Linked DNA regions of Rattus norvegicus: region 2 is linked to region 1. A link is a contact called in public Hi-C data. All regions are on one chromosome and are shown on one strand. Each heading gives the region's core, a stretch centred on a gene start, on an enhancer-like site or on the middle of the called end of the contact. The rest is flanking DNA. Distances are from core to core; before and after follow the strand shown.

Region 1 (6,862 bases), core at 713-3,212:
CAGGAGTTGAGGACTTGAACTCCTGTTTGAAGCTTGTGCAACAAGCCACCTGCCCACCCTTACATTTCCTTTCTGGATTCCGTTCCTTGTTTTTATGCCTCCTCCTGACTTATCGCTTTTTCATTCCAAAGCCACCCTTCTCTACCTGATTCATAAAATCTCCTGATTCCTTTACATCTTTTTTTTTTTTCCTCTGCTAGCTACGCTCACGGTTAAGTTATGAGAGGAACAACACCAACAATGAAAGCCCAACCAACCAACCAGAAAAAGAAAAGAGAAAGAAAAAAGAATTCCTGATCCTGACTTCTCTGTGCAGGTGTGTGAGGCTACCTGTTTTCTGCAGTGTACAGCAGCCAGCAGCCAGAAGCTAGTGACATTTACTGTTAACTCTGGGGAAGAAGTCACTCTCTGAACAGATTTTTCTGGCAACTTAGATGTATAGTCTCCATAAGACACAGGTGGGTAATCTTGAGACATTTCAGTGAGTGGACAAAGATGATTGGTCTGTCATTCAGTAAACCATGGCCACGCCCTCTTCAAGCAGGCCTCTATCTCAGCCTGTAAAGAAAGGCTCTTCAAGACTTGGGCATTCTGTCCCTGTCCTATCAGACTCTGTACAAGCCTGCTGTGCCTCTCTTCTTAAAAACCTCCATTTCTCAGTAGCCAATTCTGCATCTTGCTAGTTCTCTTTTGGAATTAGTAATTCATTTTGTTGGACTTGACCTGTCCTGGAAGTTCTAGGTTCTTTTCTTCTACCCTAAACATACCCATCCCAGCCCTTGAGATCTTGCCCTTTTTTTTACTCGGACCCACTTTGACACTTAGGAAAAGTGCATTCATTTTTGAACTTCAACTACCTTTAGAACTAAACATTAGGCCTGCACTTTAGTTCAATGTACTACATGTTGAGTATATAAGGTGTTTAAATGGTGATAAAAACCTCAAAAATTTGGTATATTTTGGGGTTGTTGATTGGCTGAACCATTTCTAAGCCAGTCAACTTTACTCCTTAGCCTAATGACTTCTCCGATCATTGGAGAGCCAATGCCACCCACAGAAGTGGGGTTTGGTAGGGATTTTACTACTGCACTCTCTCCGTTATCATTTCTCCATTTAATCATCTGCCACGAAGTCTACACGGCTGAGTCAGAATCCTACCCCGGACAGCTCATTGTCAGGCAATTCTCATATCAAGGTCACAGCTCAGATGTCAGAAAAGCAGACCCCAAGACACTTGTGGGGGTCTTTTGAGGTGATTCTAGGTTTGAATGGTTCTAGGGCGATGAAAGCAGGAGCTGTGAAACAGGGAAAGCCAAAGCCAAGGACTGCAGAGTTGTGCTGATCACGCATGATGATGTAGGAGGTTGAGACTTGTGATTCTGATGAGTCATTCATACTATGTCACTTCGTACTTTCCAGAAGGGCAGAAGGTCTCTAGTATAATCATACTGGGTCCTTGTAGGGTGTATCTTACAACCCTGGCATCAGAAAATCCCTATGGCAGATAGAGATGGTATCCAGGTGAGTTTGGTGTGTTGTAAGTTTAGACACGAGCAGAACTGATTATGGCAGCAATTACTGGATGTAATTGATAAGAGAACATGTGATAAGAGAACATGGTTGACATAGCAATCAAGGAGGAGAGTGTCGTAAAATGAAGTTTTAAAACTAAGCCAAGGCCAGAGTATGCAAGATCTTACAAGCTATAGTAATTTGATTTCATTTTAAAAAATTGTATGTATATTGCTGTGTGCATGTGGAGGACAACTCTGTGCAGCTGGTTTTCCTTCCACCTTTACATAGGTTCTGGAGATTGAAATCCGATTATCAGGGTCATGTGGCAAGCACTTTTCCAGCTCTTATGTGAATTCTAAGTACATCTGAAATCATTAAGGGGGCGGGTGTGGGGGTCGGAAAGATGGTTCAGCTGTTTCTCAGATCCCTTATGGTGACTCACAGCTCTAGTTCCAGGGGATTTGCTGTCCTCTTCTGGCTTCCATGGGCACTGCATGTACCTGGTGCACTTACATACATGGAAGAAATGATCACAGGAGAGCAAGGAAAAGCTGTTGGTGGGTTTGAATAGAGTGACTGAGGTTTGAAAGAGTGAAAATGAATCTAAGCAATAGGATTTGCTAATGTCTTACAAGTGGAAATTAGACAATAGGAGTCTTCCAGGATAATTCTTGGGTATTCACATAGGTTATATACTACACGTGGCTTGTGGCTTCATTTAACTGTACATACTCAAAATAACTGAAGTGGTCCCAGTCTTTTTTGAAATACGTCTTGCTGTTTAGACCCAGCTGCCCTCAATATCATGATCTTCTTGCTTCAGACTTGTGGTTGCTGGAAACACAGGCACATGTTCCAAGCCTGGCTTCATCACTTAGTTTTTAGTTGATCTTAATGTATTGATGGGAGTTTCCTTATGGAGCACACACTACAGGGAACACTATTATAAACAAAATTCATGCATATTTGTTTCCAACTAGCTGCTTAAATAAGTTTATTTCATGTAAAAATGTTGATGAAAAACCTTGAAAAGTACTTATTTTCAATGACAAAAGCACATTTCCTGAAATCTCTTTCTTGCAACACATAGCAACACACTGTAAACATGAACAAGTCTGTCTTGTTGAACAGTAACTCTGAGATAAACCAAAGCTGTTTGTTTAGTTGCAGAGTGTTTCTTGGGCTCTCTGAACATCCTTGATGTGTCCCATCTTAGAATGCTGTGTAACTGAGAAAATGCTTGTTTCTTGGCATGGTAGACTAAGGATTTGCTTTTTGGTTTCTGCATTGCTTAAGTATATACAAATAGAATATACTTATTAAAATTTATTCTACTCAACTATGAATGCTGGAGACAATGTTGTATGATATGCTGCAGTGCAAGTTAGAAAAACTGAGGGGGAGAGTACTCTACAGGCACACACTATTGGTTAGGAAGACTCTGGGGGAGGGTACTTTACAGGCACACACTATTGGTTAGGAAGACTCTGGGGGAGGGTACCCTACAGACACACACTATTGGTTAGGAAGACTCTGGGGGTGGGTACCCTACAGGCACACACTATTGGTTAGGAAGACTCTGGGGGAGGGTACCCTACAGGCACACACTATTGGTTAGGAAGACTCTGGGGGTGGGTACCCTACAGGCACACACTATTGGTTAGGAAGACTCTGGGGGAGGGTACCCTACAGGCACACACTATTGGTTAGGAAGACTCTGGGGGTGGGTACCCTACAGGCACACACTATTGGTTAGGAAGACTCTGAGGAAAGGGGTATTGTATAGCCACATTGTACTTGCAATGTACTGACAAGAATAATCTTGCAGCTGCCCTACTAGATTATTTTTTTATTAGTAGCACTTTTATTATTTATTTTTATGTATGGATGTTTTGCCTGTATGCATGTCTGTGCACCATGTACCTATCTGGTGCCCTAGGAGGTCAGAAGGTGGCTTTGGATCCCTCCAGACTGGAGTTACAGATAGCTGTCTGTGACTATGGGGTGCTGGGGAATAGAACTCAGCTCCTCCAGAAAAGGAACCAGTTCTCTTAACCTCAGCCCTCTCTCCGGCAATGTCCTAGCAGATTCTTTAAGGAACAGAGGGAAAGAGGGAACTCATTTTCTGAGCACTTAATGTGCTGCATCTTTTGCAGCACAAGCGGTTCAAGGCTTTTTTCTATATCATGTCTAGTGATCGTTACTCTTCCTTAAGGTCTCACATCAAGTGTTGCTTCTTAGAGCCAACCTTCCCAGCCATGACGGCTCTCTCATCATCACCCCCATCCCCACCAGAGCAGCACGACTCTTTAGTTAGGACACACGTCATACTTGAGGCTTGGTATTTATTCGTGTGACTAAGATTTTCTTTTTAAACCACTGTCTATCCCCTCACTAACCCACTGGTTTGTAAGGACAGCCTGATTACTAATGTGACTGATTTTGCTCCATTTATATCTATAATCTGCTATAGTGCTTATAGAAACAAAGTATTTCATAGTGAACACACACATATTTAGTTAGGAATCGAAGCTTATAGTTATTCAGATCTAAATTTGAATCATGGTATAGTAAGCGCAAACACTATCCCCCAATGTATTAGGCTTAAATTCCACGAACCTGTAAATATTAACTGATGGAAGTCACAGCTTTCACGAGTGTGATTAAGGATGTTGATTTGGGGCTCGTGAGATGGCTCAGTGGTTAAGAGCACTGACTGCTCTTTCAGAGGTCCTGAGTTCAATTCCCAGCAACCACATGATGGCTCACAACCATCTGTAATGAGATCTGAGGCCCCCTTCTGGTATGTCTAAAGACAGTAACAGTGTACTTATATATAATAAATCTAAAAAAAAAAAAAAAAAAGGATGTTGAGGTTGAGATGGGCTTGTTACCCTGGATTGCAGGATGGAAAAGGCAGAAGAAGCAGGGTCTGGAGTCATGTGACCACAAGCCATGGAATGCTAGTAGCTACAAGGACCTAGAGACTTTCCTGAAGAGCCTCCTGAGAATGAGGGCCTGCTGCCATCTTGAATTTGGAATGATGAAACTGATTACTGAGTTTTAGAATTGTGAGAGAATACATATCACACTCAGATTACCGATTTGTTACGGCTACGAAAGAAAATGAACACTCCGGCCCTTTTCAAACTATTAGACATGCTGAACGAACCTGGACAAGTTACCTAAGTACAACTTGGTGCTGAGTCTGTATCCTTCCCTCCTGCTCCCCACATCCTCCACAGGGAAAACCACAGCCGAAGCCCTAGAGAATGAATGAGGTAGCATGGACGTGGCATGGTCGATTGTAGACATGATATTGGAAGTGCTTGAAAGGCAAAGTTACTGGGACTTTCATCAGGCATTTTATGAACTGTCAGGCTTGGTTCTCAGAGCTCCACTGTGTGGACTGTCACAGCTCCTCACTTCACAGGTGGAGAAGCAGACACAGGGAGGTTAAACAGTTTGCTCAAATTGTGTAATCAAATGAATAATACCACGGGAGTAATTTTTTGAAATATTCTAGATGAGTTTTTAAAATATTCTCATATCCCACTGCCTGATGCACTCTCTCCATTGAAATAATAGTTTCAGTGTTTCAGAGGGGAAGAAAGATATGAATTAGAACAAAGGCTTGACTGTCAAATGGGATTTTCAAATTTCTAGCACAGGATTAATCTTGAAAGCCAAGCTTTGTTAATTGAGAGTTTAAAAAAATTCTTTCATCTCCCATTAACTTACCAAAAAGCAGAACCTGTGGGCTGAAGCTAAAAGAACACAGGAGCAAGAGGAAAGTTTTCACTAGTGGGGGTGAAGGGGGAAGCGTCTGACCTGGTTGATGATGCTAGATGGAAGTGAGAGTGAGTGACGCATCAAGAAAGCAGTCATCGTTCCCAGGAGGACCATGTTTAAGTCTGGCTCCCAGAATGCGGTGCTACCGAGAGCTGGTGGAACCTCTGGGAGGCAGGCCTGTTGGAAGATGGTTTGGACACTGCCCTTCAAGGGGTATTAGGACCTTGGCCCCGGTCCCTTCTTGTTTCACATCCTGGCCACAAAGTGACCAGTTTGTTTGTACTCTGCAAACAGCGTGCTGCTTGGGTACAAGCCCAAGAGCAACAGGGCCAACCAGCCATGGGAAACCATGTCCCCAACTAGACCGTCCTGCATGTTCATGTATCTCATCGAGATCATGGAAAACTGACTACCAGGTACTCAGCCCCACCATGATAATTTCTGTTTATCCAGTTTCAATTTCTGTTTTTCTTGACTGCACCTACTATGAAGCTCTAACTGGCCTAGACCCAGCTGGCCTTGAACTCAGATCGCCTGCCTCTGCTTCTGGCTCTTCTTGGATTAAAAGCAACACTGCCACTCCCAGCCACTTCTCTAGTTTGTGAAGACTAAATCTGTGGGTCTTAGTGGCTTTTACAGCATGGGCATCTAGAAAAACCTTACCAGATGTTTCACTCTCATGTGACACGTCTGCCATACATACATACATACATACATACATACATACATACATACATACATACATACATATGATCTCCAACCATAATTTAGCCAAGTAGAAATTTGTAATTTGTTTTCCTCTGTTCTTCTTGAAGGTTGTCCAGGCTTGAGATTTCCTTCTTATTATACCTTACTCGGCACAGCTTCTGACAGGATAGAGCTGCCCCTTTCCCAGCAGGGATAAAGAAAGTACTTGTGAAGCAAGTCAGGCCCCCTCTCTCACCATGGAAACCTCAAGTTTTCACAAGATCCACACAGCAAATTTACACCTTAATCTCACTGACCACAAAGGGCCACGGGGCAGCAGGGAGTGTAGGAAAGATGATGTTTTACTGTAGGTATTTTCCACGGGAACCACAGCTGGGAAGTCGTTGGTGTCCACCCAGGTTTCCCTCTCAGCCTCTCTGCAGCTTAACCCCTGCTTACCATGCTTCACTGTGCCCACCTTCCTCTTGTTAACAGGCAAGCTCTTTCCTAGCCCAGAGCGGATGGCTCTTAGATGGCCTGTTCTTCTCCCAGCTTGTCCAGTGGCTAGCCACTTCATATCCTTCCATCTCTGCTAACCGTTTCGGTCTCAGGAAAGCTTCAGACATGTCTTTTATAATGGACAGTGATCCTTTCTCAATCAGTAACTTCCACCCACAGGAGAGTATCTATTCCTTTGTAGGGCCTCCCTTAGCTCACCCCTTCTCCTCTGGCTGGTCTTTCTCTTCTCTTCTCCTTTCTCGAGGCAGCATAGCCTCTGGATTGTGCTATGTGGTTCAAGGATGATCTTGGGTTTCTGATCTCCTGCTTGAGGATTATAAGATGATCACCGGGCATCTCCAGGGCTTTG
Region 2 (7,166 bases), core at 266-2,765, 52 kb before region 1:
CTGCAGATGGCAAAGAACATAAAAACAGGGTTGCCTGAAGCCAAGCAAAATCTCAAGGAAACCTTTGGAAACTGTTTCTCAACAAACAAACAAACAAACACCCCGAGTTTCTCCAGTCTGAGCCATTGTATTTCGTATGTGTCAGCCCAGACGTTTGGTTTTGATTTCCTTGTAGTGCTGGGGCTCAAACCCAGACACAGGTGGATCTACTATCTAGCTTGTATATGCTAGATAACTGCTGTGTCCCTAGTCCAGTTCTTCAAAGATTACAGTCCCAGAGACAGTTTCTTGTGGCGCATGTTTTTATGGCTGTGTGGGAGAATGTGCATGTTTAGGAGAAAGTGACACAAGATGTCAAACACCTTCAGACTTAAGGGTAGTTAAGAGCATTTATAAATAAACAAGAGGTTAACAACTTCTCAGAGATGTCCAAACGAAAGCCTGGTGGCAATGTAGACATTACCATATGTGGTGCTGCGCACGCGCCAGGCCACCTTAAGTACTTAAAGTGTTACTCTCTTCATGGACTCTTCTTGCTCAGGACCTGGCAATTCCTTTTTTCCCTGCTAAAGGTCAGATGTAAGTGTTTTAGGGTTGCTTGTGTGTGAGTGGAGGCACCATGGGTTTCTGCTGTAAGTCCTTTGTGTACTTTTTGTTTTGAGAACCCCTCAAATGTGTAAAAACCTTGAGTGGCAGCTGTGACTCAATGGTGAGTGCTCTCCTGGCACGTAATAAGTCCCGGCCTCGGCCTATCACAGAAAGGAACAAATGAATAACCGAATAAATGAAAATTTAAAAATACAGAAGTTATTCCTAGCTTCAATAAACTGCCTATTGGCCAGTTTGGTTGTTGACAATAATCACGTGTGGGTTTTGTTTCCCTCCGAGGTTTTATTCCAATTGTAGAGATTTTTTTAAAAAATTAAAGTTGAGGTAAGTTATGTGGCTTGCCTAAGTTCAGCAGCTGGGAGGCTTCCTGACCCCTTCGTCTCGTTATCATATTGTACACCATGATAGAAACAAACAAACAAACAAAACGCCCCAGGCTTAGTTCTCCAGTGCATTGGTTCCACCTAGCTCTTACGGCCCAGGGATCTAGAAAGGCTCCAGTGATTTATTAAAACTTTGAAAACGGAAAGCACAAAGAAAAGCCGACACTAAGTCAAGTGAGCAGAGAAACCTACGCCTTATTATTTTTGTGACTTTAAAAGGCTGGCAGAAACATGCTTCCTTACCTTACTAATATCCCACAGGACCAATCTGCTTTTCTGCTTTGCAAATTCATAAGCCGTCAGCCTGCCTATTCCGTGTCCAGCTCCTGTGATGAGAACAGTCTGTCCGGCCACAGACTTTCTTCTCTGGGGAATGAAGAACTTTACCAGTGACTCCAGGTAGGAGTAGATGATGATGCCCACCAGCAAGAGAAGCTCCAGGATGAGGTTCATGGCTCTGAGCTGCTCTCTCCCTTGGACTCTGTTCTCCTAGCAGATGCCCCCGCACGGAGCTCCACAGAGAGCCCTGTCAGGTATTGTGGACTGCCAGAGAAGAGACAGACTTTGACTGTGTCCCCTGACGAATCAGATACACCATTGGTTTTTGAAATAATGCCAGTCTCTAACATAAGCACAGCATAGGTCAGGGAGCCCAGTGGGTTGTGCCCTTTGGACCCGCTTATCTGAAAAGCAGTTGTGTTCCATGTTTCAACACAAAACTTCACTCCTCAAAGTTATTCTGGAAGGATTGCATCAGCTAATGGTCTGTTATCGTGTGTGTGTGTGTGTGTGTGTGTGTGTGTGTGTGTGTGTGTGTGCATATTAATGAAACTTTAAGGGATTAGTGAGAGGACTTAGCAGTCAAAAGTGCTTGTCATGTAAGCCTCACCTGAGTCTGATCCCCAAATCCAAAGTGGAGGGAGACAACCAACTCTACACACACACAGCGAGACAGAGAGAGAGAGAGAGAGAGAGAGAGAGAGAGACATACACATACATACACACACATATACACCCACACACATCCACAGACACACAAACACATACACAGACACATACACACAGACATGCACACATACATACACACACACACACACTCACACACACATACACATACACACACATACACATACACACACATACACATACACACACATACACAGACACACACACATACACAGACATACACACATACACAGACACACACACATACACACACATACACAGACACACACATACATAGACACACACACATACACAGACACACACATACATAGACACACACACATACACAGACACACACATACACAGACACACACACATACACAGACACACACATACACAGACACACACACATACACAGACACACACACATACACAGACACACACAAACACACACAGAGAGACAGAGACAGAAAGATATACACATACACATACATACACACACATATACACAGACACACACATACACAAATACACACACATACACACACAAATACACACACATACACACACACAGAGACACACACACATATACACACAGAGAGAAAGAGATACACACATATACATACATACACGCATACACACAGGGAGAGATACATATAGACACATACATACTCACATACACACATATACACACATACATACACCTAAAACACACGTACATAGACACATATACATACTCACATACACACACAGACATACACACATGCAGACACATAGGCACACATACATACTCACACATACACATACATACACAGACACATACATACTCACATACCCACACAAACACACAGACATAGACACTCACATACAAACACATTCAGACACACACACATACACATATACACATAACACAAATGCACATAGACCCACACAGTCACACACCTACACAGACACATATATAATAAAAAAGAGGAAGCTAAAATATGAGTCAAGGAAGCTTAACTAGTCAAGTCATGTATTCACAGAAGTTCAGCATTAAAGTCATGACCTTCCTCTGAAACCCCTGAGGTTGAGGAGAATTTAGGTTATAGGAAACAGTTCTCTCCACAACACTGGGAAAATCACAAGAGCAGATGTCATAAACCTCAACTTAAAAGTGCTGGCACTGTCTTAGCCTCGGCAGTGGTAACAAATACCATGGGCGAGATGTCTTACTGTACACAGTCCTAGTGTTTGTGTAGCCCAAGCTGTAAGTACTTGGGTTGTTTCCTTGGTTTGTAGACAGCTGTCTTTCACAGTCACTGCACTCTGCAGAATGATGAGGGGATTCTCTGTGGTCAACCATAGATGGCCAGCATGGCATAATCACCTCCCAAAATTCCATCATCCGGATTTGATCATAATAGAAGCTAGATTCTAGCGTAAGAAATTAAGGGGACACATTCTGGCTAGAGTCATTTCTAAAAATCAAAAAGTAGAAATAACTCCTATCAATCAATAGATAGGTAAAGTATCAGCCATAGATAGATACAATGGAATAGTATTCTTCCTGTTAAGGAAAAAACTCAGGGGGCTGGAGAGATGGCTCAACAGTTAAGAGCACTGACTGCTCTTATAGGGGTTCTGAGTTCAATTCCCAGCAACCACATGATGACTCACAATCATCTGTAATGGGATCTGATGCTCTCTTCTGGTGTGTCTGAAGACAGTGGCAATGTATTCAAAAATGTAAAAATAAATAAATTTCGAAAAAGGAAGAGATTCAGATACGTGCTACAATATGGTGGTCCTCAGTTATGATATGCAAAATGAAATAAGCCAGACACCATAAGGTCTGAATTCATTTATATGAGGAAAAGAAAACAAAAAGAAAGTCTGAGACTTTATCTACAACAGACCAGAGTTGCACCCATGTACCAGGAAGGACCCCACAGCTTGTCCTTGGCTGGAGTTAGCAACTTCTTAGCAACAGTTTAAAGATTAGTCTGATTGTTTGAGATGTCCTTTCAGAGTGTTTGTGGTTGTATAGGGTCTTGCTTCAGAGCACCCACCTGTTGATGGCTTACCATAGTTGTTCAGTTAGATGGTTGCCAGGTTACCCCCCCCCCCATTTACTTTCTATCAATCTTTGTTCAGCTGAGAGTTCGAGGCTGCTCTGCCTTCCCTTCCTGTCCTGCTGTGTTGGGGTTGGGTTAGGGGAGAGCCCAAGCCTGAGCTTGTAATAAAGAGACCCTGTAGTTGATGTCATTATGCAGGTGAAGGCAGGTACAGGATAGAACGAGGTCTGTTATTGGACAAGAAGGAAGAATGGGCAGGAGAAAAATTTTAGAGAGGCTGAGGAAGCCAGAGCGAGGGGGAGGGAGCTGAGAGAATATGGCAGTGGATGTTAAGATTCCTCTCAGCACATATTATAGGTTGTTAAGACTATTCTTAAGGGATGGGTGTGTGCAGGATTTGGTATTGTCTAGATGGGCAAATTATATCTTATCAATTGGGTCAGAGATTATTGTGTGATGTGTTCTTTCATGTGGCGACTTAATTGAGTTCAAGATAGTGTACGGTGGGAGCTGGGGATTTAGCTCAGTGGTAGAGCGCTTACCTAGGAAGCACAAGGCCCTGGGTTCGGTCCCCAGCTCCGAAAAAAAAGAACAAAAAAAAAAAAAAAGATAGTGTACGGTGGCTGGAGGCACAGGGCCAGCCACGGAATTGGGCTGTGTATGCCTAGCATGGTGGCAACCAGCCAAGAGAGCTGTAAGGGTTGGGCAGCTTGACAGCGTGCCGCGATGGAATGGCTCTCGGATAGCAGGTCAGAAAGTAGAAGGGGGCAGCGTGAAGCTGCTGAGATAAATTAGAGTTAGTTCCAATGGCCCTCCAGAGCCAGGACTAGCAAGAGAGTGCAACTGCCAGGGTAGCATGGGAACTGGTTCTGCAGTTTTTTATTTTTTTTACCAAAACAAGACCCTCAAGCTATCACATTGGAACTGGTTCCAAACTGTGTTCTTTTGGGGTTGATGAACGCTTCCTAGCATAATAGTAGCCAGATAAACCACACGTGTTCTGACTTCCTTTATATGAGGTACCTAAGGTAGTCAGATATATAGAGACAGCCACCACCCCCACAACCACAGCTCTGTCTGCTGTATGAAGCTGGTTGCCTTGGCACTCGCCTGTAATTGCAGCCTTCAGGATGTGCAACAGGCCTGGTTGCACAATGAGATTCTGTACCTTGGCACACAAACTTGCCAGCAAAGTCAGTTATAAACGAAGCAAAAAGGAACGAAATGAAAAAGCGCGCGCGCGCGCGCACACACACACACACACATGCATGTAGACACAAGAAAATTTGCAAGTAGTCAAAGGTTATAGAAATCAAATAGTGATGGTTTGAATTTATTAAGCACATGGTGAGCTGATTTAAGGGGATTTTTACACATACATTTATTTACTCCTCACAATGTGTTTGGTGAGATACTATTAAAATCTGTACTGGGGTCTGGGGAGATGGATCAGGGGTCAAGAGTGTATACGGTTCTTGAAGAGGAACTGAGTTCAGTTGCCAGCACCCATGTCTGGCAGCTCATAGCTACCTCTGACTCAAGCGCCAGGGTGAGCCGATGTCTCTGTCCTCCTTAGGCGCCTGTCCGTACTCATAAGTGAACACAAGTTTACACAACTTAAAGACTGTTAAAAAAATCTTTAAATTTTTCAGGAATAGGCAGGTGTGGTGGTATACATCTCTAATCCCAGCACTAGAGATGCGGAAAGAGCAGATTGTGAGTTCAAGGACAGCCTGGTTTACCTACTGAGTGCCAGGCTACCTGGAATAACACAGAGAGATCCTGTTTCAAATAAAGCACCACCACTGCCTTCTACTATATACTTCGGGGCTGGAGGGCTGGCTCGGATACTGAGTACCTGCTGCTCTTCCAGTGGACCTGAGTTCAGTCCTCCAGTAGACCTGAGTTTCTAGCACCCACCTTTGACAACTTACAACTCCAGCTGGAACTGGAACTCCAGCTCCAGGGCATCTGACACCTTCTCTTGTCCCTGCTACGAGCACATGAACACACATGGCATAAACACACACAAACACATAAGCAAAAAGAATAAGTCTTTTTAAAAAAATCTGCAGTCGCTACACAGATGGCCCAGGGGCTAAGTGTTTATTGCCCTTGCAAATGACCTGGATTCAGCTTCCAGCACCCATATCGGGCAGCTCAAAAACTTCTTTAATTACCGCTCCAGGGAATTCGGTGTCCTTCTCCAGCCTCCTTAGACACCTGCACACACAAGTTGCTCACAAACTCACACAGCACACACATAAGTAATCCTCGTTTGGAAACAATGAAACTGAAGTTGGCTTGGGAGGCAGCTGGCTGGAAGCAAGCTCCTAAGCCAAGAGAGTTTGAATGCAGGAGCTGGTTCCAAGGCTCCAATTTTACCTTAACCTGTGCCTCTGGATTAGAGTTACTTTTGTTCCTCAGGGAATGCTTTGAGATATTTTTGGTTGCCACAGAGCAGGTATGCTACCAACATGAAATCAGCCTTTTGACACTGGAAAATGGCACTGGCCATCTACAGATCACACCCTTGAGAACCACTTGAGCAAGCTATTAAGCAGATCACAAAGATCTCACCATGTGTGAAGTTTAGGGTTTTGTGTTGGTCAGACGAGGTCTAAAGGTGGAGGGTGAGCTAGGCTGGGCATGTGCCTGAACACCCAGCAGTGCACAGCACCGGAATGAAGCTAAGACCTATATGCAGGTCAGCATGGAGGTTTACAGAGTTCACAGAACGCTCAAACATTAACGCAGTTTAGGGCAGACCCTGGACTGAGCTTCTGTGCTCAGTCTGCCTCGGGCTTCGTGTGTAACAGATACCGTCCAAGTTCACACATTCTCACCGGCTACAGAAAGGCAGCCTTAGGTCTACAGCAGGACCCGTATGTGACTTCTAGAGGACACTCGATACCCAAGAATCGAGAAACACCAAGAAGAGTGCAAAGCAGTAGTGTTTTTCTCAAATAGCTGGGATGTTAGTCAGTTTGTGAGAGAAATCAGAGACATCGGCAGGTCAACTTTTTTCTCTGGACCAGAACATTCATGTTCTTCAGGCACAGGATTTCTACCCGATAGAAACAGACCTATCTCCTGATTAAAAAAACTATCCTTTTGTGTGTGTGTGTGTGTGTGTGTGTGTGTGTGTGTGTGTATGTGTGTGTGTGTGTGT

Evidence for each region. A called contact is a pair of places that touch in the nucleus more often than the background predicts.
Region 2: a contact with region 1 is called in a Hi-C map of liver, with 2.1 times the contacts expected there. The contact joins the promoter of Hsd17b13 here to the enhancer-like site in region 1. A contact is called at or near these places in 6 of 12 Hi-C or Micro-C datasets (the A7r5 cell line, Schwann cells, hepatocytes and 2 more) and 1 of 1 datasets of contacts at active chromatin or transcription factors (oligodendrocytes).

Annotation. Positions count from the first base shown.
Region 1 is chr14:6,000,356-6,007,217 of GRCr8, reverse strand. It overlaps a transcript of Hsd17b11 not described here. Among named protein-coding and RNA genes, the nearest start is that of Nudt9, 6.0 kb to the right of the region's middle. Within about 2 kb of position 1,962, at least 8 of the 93 cell types and tissues checked have an H3K27ac peak or open chromatin away from gene starts, as enhancers often do. A contact at or near this core is called in the A7r5 cell line and liver, where this site is marked.
Region 2 is chr14:6,051,138-6,058,303 of GRCr8, reverse strand. It overlaps Hsd17b13 (hydroxysteroid (17-beta) dehydrogenase 13), which reads right to left and starts at 1,515. Exons shown (of 7, transcript NM_001009684.1): 1 at 1,236-1,515. The coding sequence starts at 1,445.